Regions from separate parts of the Macaca mulatta genome. Here regions 2 and 3 are each linked to region 1. The links are chromatin contacts, called in public Hi-C maps. All regions are on one chromosome and are shown on one strand. The core of a region is the stretch at or near the end of the contact, and the rest is flanking DNA. Distances in the headings are between cores, read along the strand shown.

Region 1 (3,248 bases), core at 194-2,693:
ACCATTCAAAATACAGTCACTGGAATCTGAAGAAGTATTCTGTGGGAGTGAATGGAAATATATATGACTTTTAAACGGGCAAAGGTAATGTTTTTCTGTAAGAATTAAATACCTGCAGTTGTATTATTTTAAGGACCATTTTGAGAGGTGAGCTGCAAAACACCGGTCAGGTCCCAACATCTGTCTGCTGGTGTTTTTTAAAATGTGGATTGCCAAAATCTTTATTCATGATGGGCATTACGTAGGAGTGGTTAACACTTACACAGCACTTACCTGTGTCAGGCACATTGATCAAAACAACCGATGAAGCATTATTCTTATTCAACATAAAAGAAAAATCTAACTTGGATGTGAATGATCAGAGAACTTACGTTTTAATTTTTAAACCTTTCAGAAATTAATACAGGTGTTTATAACTTCCACTTTTTAAATTATTTCACTTACTGAACAGATATTAGTGAACTTCTAGGTGCTGAGGAAGCAACAAAGAGCAAAGCAAACTCCCTGTCCCCCAGGAGTTCGCATTTTAACGGGGAAGAAAAATAAGCAAGTGAAATGAACGACAGTGAGAAGACGGAGCAGGGAGATGTTACTATTGCTTGTAGGGTGGTCACAGAATGCCTGAAAAAACAACTTTTTTGAAGATTTGAGAAAAAAATAAAAACCATTTGGCCAAAACAGCCCTGAGGAGGGCAGCTTCTTCCACCACTCTTTCATCATTTTACCATCTGTGGGTTATCGCCGGGGTCACTGCCATCCCAGCCTAGGTTTTATACAGGATGGAGTACGAAGTTCCCGCAACTATCCAAACGTGCTAAACAAACAAACAAACAAACAAACACTATTTAAAAAGGAATCCTGCTTGTGCCTGCGCTACGTTTTTCTTTAGTCTCTTTAGTTGACTTGGAATCTCGGCCTGTTCTCGGTGCATGCGGCTCGAAGGTGGGCTGGGGAGCTCCCTTTCTCTTAGCCACCTCGCGGCCGGCACTGGAACCCGATCGGGGTGTATCTGCGGGGGTGCGGCGATGGTTCGGGCCCTAACGTCGCCAAGGACGCCCGCTTCGGCAGCAGGAGCTGCGGCGTGCCCTGGCGCTACTGAACACCCGGTAGGACGGAGGGCCCAACGGGGGGGGTCCGCACTCACAGCCTTGAGCCCGCCCCTGCGCCCGGCACCCTCAGCCCACGCTCCGCCCTGTCCCCACGGCGCTAGCGTTTAACCCCACGCCCCGCCTCGCCCCGCGACCCACGTGCCCCGCCCCCGCCCCCACGTGCCCCGCCCCCGAGCCCCGCTCAGCCCCGCCCCCGTCCCCTGTCCGCCCCCGTCCCCTGTCCGCCCCCGAGCCCCGCCCCGCCCCCCGCGTCCGGCTCAGCCCCCCACCCCGAGCCCCACCCACCGAACCCCGCCCGCGCCGGGAGCATCTTGCGTACCCAGCGGGCCCCCGGGTCGGTTTCCGCGGTGGCCATGACGGCGGCCGTGTTCTTCGGCTGCGCCTTCATTGCCTTCGGGCCTGCGCTCGCCCTCTATGTCTTCACCATCGCCACCGATCCATTGCGTGTCATCTTCCTCATCGCTGGGTGAGGCGGTCGCGTCGGGAAACCCGGACGCCGGGGCTCCCCTCCCCCGCCGGGGTTACCCGCGACCCTCGGCGCCCCCACCGCGCGGCTCGACCTTGTTGCGTTTCGGACGGGAGGAGGGTTGAGAGGGGGAGAGCGGAGATCCCGCTCCCCAAAGGCGCCTCGCCCTCTTAGGAAGAAGCGCACACTGGGGGTCAGGGCCTTTTGCCTGGGGCCCATGGCTAGGGTTTAGTGATCCGTGAAGCCACTAAAGTTGTATAAAAAAATTATGGATAAGTTCATATATGCATCGTCAGCATCCTTCATTTTCTGGAGAGGGAGTCCCTAATTTCCCTCAGATTCTCAAAAGCTTCTGTAATCCCCAAAGGGTTAAGAACCATTGGCGTCTAGGATAGTAGTGCGCGACCTCTGCCAATTAGAATCACCTGTGGCCAGGTGCTTTAAAACATGCCGATGCCCACCCCCACCCCGATCCGTTGAATCAGAATGTCTAGGGGATGGGATTCGGGCTTCAGAAAAAATTTTTTTAAAGCTCCTTTTGAATGGTTCCGTTGTGCAGCCGAAGGTTGGAAACCTGTAAAAACACCGAAGCACCTGACTGTACATCTCCTTGTGGGAGCTTGATAAATACCGGACTGTGTTGTCCCATCCCAGTCATCACCTGGCTCTTCCTTGCACATACCACATCCCCCTCCCCTGATGAGTCTCTCTTGGCACCGCACTAGGCCAGTGATTCCCACTTTTCTGCGTTTCTTCACCTCCCACAAACGAAAGTGGTTCGTTGCGTGTCATTTAAAAAACAATAGAGACTTGGGGAAAGGTCTGTAAAGCTTGCTATAATCATTAGAATCCCCAGGGGTGCTGTAAGACCTGGAGGGCTTGGATACTGATCCAGACCAGAACACAGGTTTTCAAGTTGAATTTTATACCAATCACTTTAATAGAGATGTAGATATTTTTCTGGAAAAGATACTTATCTTTGCAGATATCGGACCAGTAAATCCATAATTTCTTGTAAGTTTTTAGAATATGAAAATTGCAGTAATCAGTTGTATATTTTCTTGTTTTGGCTTTTCAGTGGGCAGAGCATTGGTTAGAAAGAATAACAAATAACCAAGTTTCTAGCTAGACAGCCCTTGGCAGATAGAGTCTGCAAATGTACTTGCAAATAGCAGGGTCACTGAAAAAAGAGTAATTGTTGGGAAACCTCAACATTCCTCTTGGACATGTCTGTCTCACCAAGGAAAATGCACCGTTAAGAACAACTGATCAGAGCATCGCTATGAGGACTTTTTTTTTTTTTTTTCCTTATTAAAACGTCAAGAAATCTCTTCCTTCTTAAGCAGATTTTTTTTTTCCTGCTTTTAAACATTATTAATCCTGTACTGATGTTCACTTGTAACATTTTTTCCCCTATTTTTCAGAGCTTTCTTCTGGTTGGTGTCTCTACTGATTTCATCCCTTGTTTGGTTCATGGCAAGAGTCATTACTGACAACAAAGATGGACCCACACAGAAATATCTGCTCATCTTTGGAGCGTTTGTCTCTGTCTATATCCAAGAAATGTTCCGATTTGCATATTATAGACTCTTAAAGTAAGTTAAATACCTGCGTTACCTTTTTTTTCCCTAGTTAGATTTTAGTTATGATTTGGTCATTTGAAACGTGAATAT
Region 2 (3,248 bases), core at 327-2,826, 230 kb after region 1:
CCTAGGCAGACGCACTTTCCACAATGCCTCACTGCCATAAAAATCCTAGGCCGAGGCTTGCTCTAACAGCAATCAAATACCACTTGGAAAAGGGCAGATCTTTGAGGAATCAGAAATACTTCTCGGGAAAGGATGAGCAGAGGTGCCGCACCCCCGTGGGTGGATACCATTAGGCAGAGGTCTATGCGGAAGAGGCCGACTTGTGGCGTGGGAGGTAGGGAGGAGTGAAAAGTGACTGACGGGGCGTCCCTGGCTGCTCTAGGACTGCACTGCGGGGAGGTGCCCGGCTCTAACCACTGCCCTGCCCGGTTAATCATTTCCTGACCTTCCTTCCTCCTCTCGCCGTGGCCGCAGGATTGCCACATCAGTCTTCCCCCTCCCCCTGCTCGCCTTCTGGCCCCGAGGCTCCTTCGCCGGGTTTTACAAGGAGCCCCAACTTGGAAGCAATATTTGTAATAGCCCCGGACGTCCTCAAGTGCCCCAGTGAGATCGCAGGCTCCATCCAGGGTATGCCAGCCCAAGGGGCCCCTTGAGGCTTGCCCTCTTCCCTAATCACTTACTAAAAAGAGGTCAGAGGGTCAGGGATCCAATCTCCATACAGATTAACAAGTTACAGACTCGGTTTCCCCCGCGGGAAAAAGGGAATGGTAACAGCTGGTTGGCTGTTACGAGGCTTAAATGCGGTATGTGAAGTGCCTGGCTGGGAGACCTTAGGTGTCTAACAAATGCTAGATCCCTTCCCTTCTTATCTTAGCCTGGTAATGGGGAGTTTAGCTTGCCCAGCAATCCCAGGTTACGTTAATCTCACTTGAACTTCCAGGCTTGTAAGTCCTACGACGTGCTGGAGGTAACGCAGATGGTGAGTCACAGTGACAGGGTTTGAACGCGGGTTTGTGGGCGCCCCTGTGGGCCCAGCCACGCAGCATGTAGGTGGCTGGCTAACACCACGTGTTCAGAACCTAGAAAGGGCTACGGATCGCACCTGCCGCAAGGAGCCGAACCCTAAGTCTGGACTGCCCTGGCACCCATGAAACCCGCTGCCCGCCTCCCCCGGGGCCAGGCCCTTGGCCTCCCCAGCTTGTTTCTTCGTGTATAAAATGAGGGCCGTAGTGCCTGTCTGCCCGAGAGGTTTTAATGTTCTTGGAGCTGCCGGATTTTTACCACGAAGCCACGGAGTGGTCCGCACCACGTAGGTTCAGTCTCCTCCGCCCACCGCAGGAAACGCCGCGGACGGCCCGGGGTGCCCTACTCGGCGCCCCACCCTTCCCGGGGCCGGGGAAGCGGCGTGACTAGGGAAGCCACTTCGGAGCACAGCCGGACTCTGCGCCACCAGCTGGAGCGCCCCGGGACCCCACCCCGCAGGGTGGACAGGGGCGGGCCCTGGGGCGGGGCTTGCCCAGGGGCGGGGCGGGGAGGGGCCGGCCTGGGAAGGCGGAAGCCTCCAGTCTAGGGGTGGCTGCAGAACCCGGATCTCGGAGTTACACGTTCTACGGAGCGGGCCGCCGGGAGACGGCGGGCGAGAAAACACGGCGCCCGGAAGCCTGTGCTTTCTTTGACGCAAGGGCTCGAGACGCAGCCGCCGTCGGCCGAGCGCCCGGCTAGGAGCGACCCCAGACGGAGCCTCCGGAGTTCCTCCGCCCCCACCTCGCCGGGTCCTGGAGCAGCGGTCCTCCCAGCCGCCCTCCTCGTGGCCATGGAGTGTCCACACCTGAGCTCCAGCGTCTGCATCGCTCCGGACGCAGCCAAGTTCCCCAACGGCTCCCCGTCGTCCTGGTGCTGCAGCGGTGAGTGCGGCCACGGGCCGGCCCCGCCGCGCACCCGAGGCCCCGGCTCTGCCGGGCCTGCCGTCTAGGGGCCGCAGGCGGCCGGCGCGCAGACCCGGAGAGGGGCGAGGGCGAGCCGGGCCCGGCGGGCTGGGGAGGGTATGCGATGAGGCGGGCGCGGGCGGGAGCGGCGGCGGCTCCTTTGTTTCCCGAGGCCCGACGGCCGGGCCAGCGAAGGAGAGGGCCGCGAGGGGCGGGAGTCCGCGGAGGCCTCGAGCGCGTGGGGGCAGCGGCGGGCGGGGACCCTGGCCCGCTGCGCGCGCCCTTGCCCCGCCCTGCCGTGGCCGGGGGCTGTGCCCGTCCGTGTCGCGGGGTCGCCTGTGGGGCGGGTGTCCGGCCCCCGAGGGGCGGCCGCACGTGTGGCGGGGCTCGCACCGCGCTCCTCCGCGGACAGGACGGGAAGAGCGCCGCTCTCCGGGCGCAGCTTTGTCTGGGCTGCGGGGCGCGCGGGGCCCCTCTCCGCCGCCGACCCCAGCCCGGGTTTCCTTTCCCTTCTCCGCAGGCTCGGGCACCTCGAAACCCCGAGAGGCGCTCGGAGCTCGGGCGGCGGAGGTCGGGGTCTTTCATCTGTCAGGAAGGGTGAAGTTTGAAAACAGGCTGCGGGCTGAGAAGCTCGGAGGCTGAGCCAACAGCTGCTTCGGAGGGGGCGGCTCGAGTTTGTTTTTCAGACCTTTTGGGTTGTCCGAAATTGCGTTGGGATTCCCGAGTTCCTGTGTTGTGAAACAGTTATTAGGTTTATATAAGGCTTTTGAGTACTTAAGCGTTTTAACTCCTCCTGCTGGCCCCCTTGGAAGCCCCAGTGCCCTCTCATTGTCTGCTGTAAGCGACTTCTTAGGATCGCACCGGCCACACGGCTTTGATTACTTCCTGGTAGGGCCCTGGTGCCACCGCTAGTCTTTGTTTATTAGCTTGAGATGATCACTGCTATCTGGGGTTATATTAATAGTGTACAATTCGAACTGTGCACTTCAAAAATCTTAAGTTCATTTGAAGAAATACAGAAAAACGGCAATGGTATGATTTAGCTGTGACATGTTCCATTGTGGGCCGGAGCTGGGAAGATAGTTTAGAGAATGCCTTAGCACTTTTGACAGCTTACTACTTAAATAGTGATTATGTCCTTGGAAAAAACATCGGTAGGTCCACAGAGAAAAATATACTCTGGGATAAGGAATAGAAATAACTGCGGTTTCCTGGCGTGCTCAGACGTCTGATGCTTTGCTTGCCTTATGTAAAGTCAGATTTGTTTTTCTGTATGAAGCCTTTAAAAATTAACGGTTAATTGGTTTCACAGAGCAATATTACAGTTCTTTTGTGAGGATGCAGAAACTTACGTAAATTAGCTTTTACCTGTAAATTTGTCGGAATGTTGAGTATGGAACAACAAATAAGGTGTATGGCACTGCTTTACAAATTGGTTGTGGT
Region 3 (3,248 bases), core at 357-2,856, 160 kb before region 1:
ATTAAACTTTTCCACAAGTTTATTGCTAGCACGTAGAAACATAATTGATATTTTATGCTTATATTGTATCCTAAATCTTGCTGGACACATATTTTAATTTTAGGAGGTGTTGGGTTTTTCTTTGCCTTTTAAGATTTTTTTTTTTTTTTTTGAGATGGAGTCTTGCCCTGTTGCCCAGGCTGGAGTACAGTGGCGTGATCTCAACTCACTGCAACTTCTGCCTCCTGGGTTCAAGTGACTCTCGTGCCTCAGCCTCCCGAGTAGCTGAGACTACAGGCATGCACCACCATGCCTAGCTAATTTTTGTATTTTTAGTAGAGACAGGGTTTTGTCATGTTGGCCAGGCTGGTCTCAAACTCCTAGCCTCAAGCAATCTGCCTGCCTCGGCCTCCCAAAGTGCTGGGATTAACAGGCATGAGCCACCGTGCCTGCTCCTTTAAAATTGTTTATGTAAGCAATCATGGCATCTGCAAATAAGGACAATTTTATCTCTTTCTTTTTGATCTGTGTGCTTTTAATTTTCTTTCTTGCCTTATTGCACTCGATATCATTTCTAGCACCTTGTTGAATAAGAATGATTAGAGTGGACATACTTGCTTCGTATGTCTTTCCCACTAAACATAATGTTAGCAGATTTTTTTGTTAGAAGTTCTTTATCAAGTTGAAGAAGTTTTTCTCTATTCCTGTTTTTCCAAGAGTTTTTTCGGTCATGAATGTGTTTTGCCTAATGATTGATACGTTCACATAAATTGATATGATCATGTGATTTTTCTTTTTTAGCTTGTTAATGTGGTTAATAGCATACACTAAACTGAGATATAGTAAGACAGGACTTGTGGCGAGAAGAAGCTGTAGAAGAACATTCCTTCTTCTAAAGAAATCGCTGCAGAAAGAGATAAGGTACTACTTGGGAGGACGAGGCAGGAGAATTGCTTGAACCTTGGAGGTGGAGGTTGCGGTGAGCTGAGATGGCACCATTGCACTCCAGCCTGGACAACAAGAGTGAAAGGTAATAAAAGGTCTGTTTGTAACTTCATATCTTTGGTGTGGTGTGGAGCTAGAATTCCAGAAGCAATAGATTTTAAAACAGCTTTAGGGAAATGGGTGGAGCTGAAATGAGACATAAAGAAGGGAGATGGCAAGAGAGAGAAAAGAGGAAAGGAGAAAGGGAAAGGAAAGGAGAAAAGCATCTCTAAAGGGAAAGGAGACGCCTGCTGAGCGTCTACTGCGTGCCCTGCGCTGTTCCAGAAGTTGAGGATCCAAAACTTCTTCTAGGCTCCCCAAAGAAGTCCCAGTCTGGTAAGGAATCTGACAAGTAGTTAAATGATACAAAGTGTTAACTGTTGTTAAGGAAGTGTGCACACTGAGGGGCAAGATGGTTAGGGCGAGAACGCCCATGGGACGGGAACTAGGAAGGCTTCTTGGAGGTGACGCTTGATCTGAGGGTAAGCAAAGGAAAAAAAAGGAAAGAGAGACAGAAAGATAGGAAAAACAACGAAGAGACAAGAAAAGGCAAAGGAGGAAGGGCTCGATGCGATCGGCGCTCGGGTCGTCAGGCGTCGACTGCTAGGGTCTGACCGCGGTCCCCGCCCCCGTCCCGCCCCCTGTCCTTCCCTCCGCCCCGAGCCGCGGCCGGCCGGGTCTGCGTGAGTTCGGTGGCGGCCGGCTGTACAGAGACGCCATGTACCGGCTCCTGTCAGCAGTGACTGTCCGGGCTGCCGCCCCCGGGGGCTTGGCCTCGAGCTGCGGACGACGCGGGGTCCATCAGCGCGCCGGGCTGCCGCCGCTCGGCCACGGCTGGGTCGGGGGCCTCGGGCTGGGGCTGGGGCTGGCGCTCGGGGTGAAGCTGGCGGGTGGGCTGAGGGGCGCGGCCCCGGCGCAGTCCCCCGCGGCCCCCGACCCTGAGGCGTCCCCTTTGGCCGAGCCGCCACAGGCGCAGTCCCTCGCCCCGTGGTCTCCGCAGACCCCAGCGCCGCCCCACTCCAGGGGCTTCGCCAGAGCCATCGAGAGCAGCCGCGACCTGCTGCACAGGATCAAGGTGCGGCCACTGGGGCGAGGGACGTAGGCGGCCGGGGACCCACCCCTCTCGGCGGTGCTGTCGGGGGCTGAGTGGACCCCACCCGGGGCGGCGGGGTGCCCGCGATCGGCTTCCGAGAAAGACTTCCCATTTCCCCACCGCCGAGCCATGGTCAGACGCTCTTGGGGGTTCCCCAAATCTGGGCGGAGGTCACCGCCTGTCTCGGGGACCGCCCCTTCCCCCTAGGAGGCGGACAGGCACCTCGCTTGCTGTGAGTGAGTGAGCATGGCCTGGGACGAGGTGGGCGGGGCCCGGCTGGAGGGGGCGGGGCCCAGGCTCTGGGGGCGGGGCCTTGGAAGGTCTTCGAGGAGTGATCTGGGCTTTTTTCAGCAGGCCTCTAACTGTCAGTTCTTTCCCTTCGGTCTTAGGATGAGGTGGGAGCACCGGGCATAGTGGTTGGAGTTTCTGTAGATGGAAAAGAAGTCTGGTCAGAAGGTGGGTTCAGAAAATTGTTTTGTTCTGTGCCAGTTGGTAAATAAAATATTGTTTTACTGGTTAGAGTGGATCCCATGAAATGCTATTGCATTTACTTAAAACGATGCATATTGTGGAGAAAACATCTAACATAATAAAGAATCAGGTGTCTTTAAATCACAGTAAGGCTTAAAATGTGACTAATAAATTGGAGTCATAAAGATGGCTTGCTTCTATCCACTCCCACTTTTCTCTTAGGACTGAATTTATTGGTCTGAAAGTTGTGTACAGTAGTCCCTCCTTATCCTTATATATTCCAAGACCCTCAGTGGATGCCTGAAAACGTGGATGGTATTGAACCCTGTATATTCTATATTTTCTCTTACATATATATATACATATGATAAAGTTTAATTTATAAATCAGTCATAGTAAGAGGTTAACAATAAAAATAAAATAGAACAGTCACAACAATACTCTGAGTGGCATGCAATTTAAAACTTAAGAATTGTTTATTTCTGGAATTTTCCATTTAATAGTTTCGGACCATGGATAACTAAAACTGAGGAAAGCGAAACCACAGATAAGGGGTGACTACTGTGTAGAACAATCCATTAATTGAGTACTTGTAGGTAACACTTATGGGTAGATAAAACTCAGAATTTGTGAATTTTTGTTTTTTAATTAAGTTAACAATTTGTTGAGTCCTCTCTTCTGTAAAAGGCAGAGTACTAAGTACTGGGGTTATACACTATTC

Evidence for each region. A called contact is a pair of places that touch in the nucleus more often than the background predicts.
Region 2: a contact with region 1 is called in a Hi-C map of fetal cortical plate, with 1.9 times the contacts expected there. The contact joins the promoter of USP3 here to the promoter of APH1B in region 1. A contact is called at or near these places in 2 of 14 Hi-C or Micro-C datasets (fetal cortex germinal zone and fetal cortical plate).
Region 3: a contact with region 1 is called in a Hi-C map of liver, with 4 times the contacts expected there. The contact joins the promoter of LACTB here to the promoter of APH1B in region 1. A contact is called at or near these places in 3 of 14 Hi-C or Micro-C datasets (CD4 T cells, blood and liver).

The regions. Positions count from the first base shown.
Region 1 is chr7:40,610,029-40,613,276 of T2T-MMU8v2.0, forward strand. It overlaps APH1B (aph-1 homolog B, gamma-secretase subunit), which reads left to right and starts at 1,444. Exons shown (of 6, transcript XM_001105067.5): 1 at 1,444-1,575; 2 at 3,000-3,170. The coding sequence starts at 1,463.
Region 2 is chr7:40,842,449-40,845,696 of T2T-MMU8v2.0, forward strand. It overlaps USP3 (ubiquitin specific peptidase 3), which reads left to right and starts at 1,577. Exons shown (of 15, transcript NM_001266070.1): 1 at 1,577-1,784. The coding sequence starts at 1,694.
Region 3 is chr7:40,454,626-40,457,873 of T2T-MMU8v2.0, forward strand. LACTB (lactamase beta) reads left to right here and starts at 1,607. Exons shown (of 6, transcript XR_003731268.2): 1 at 1,607-2,038; 2 at 2,446-2,512.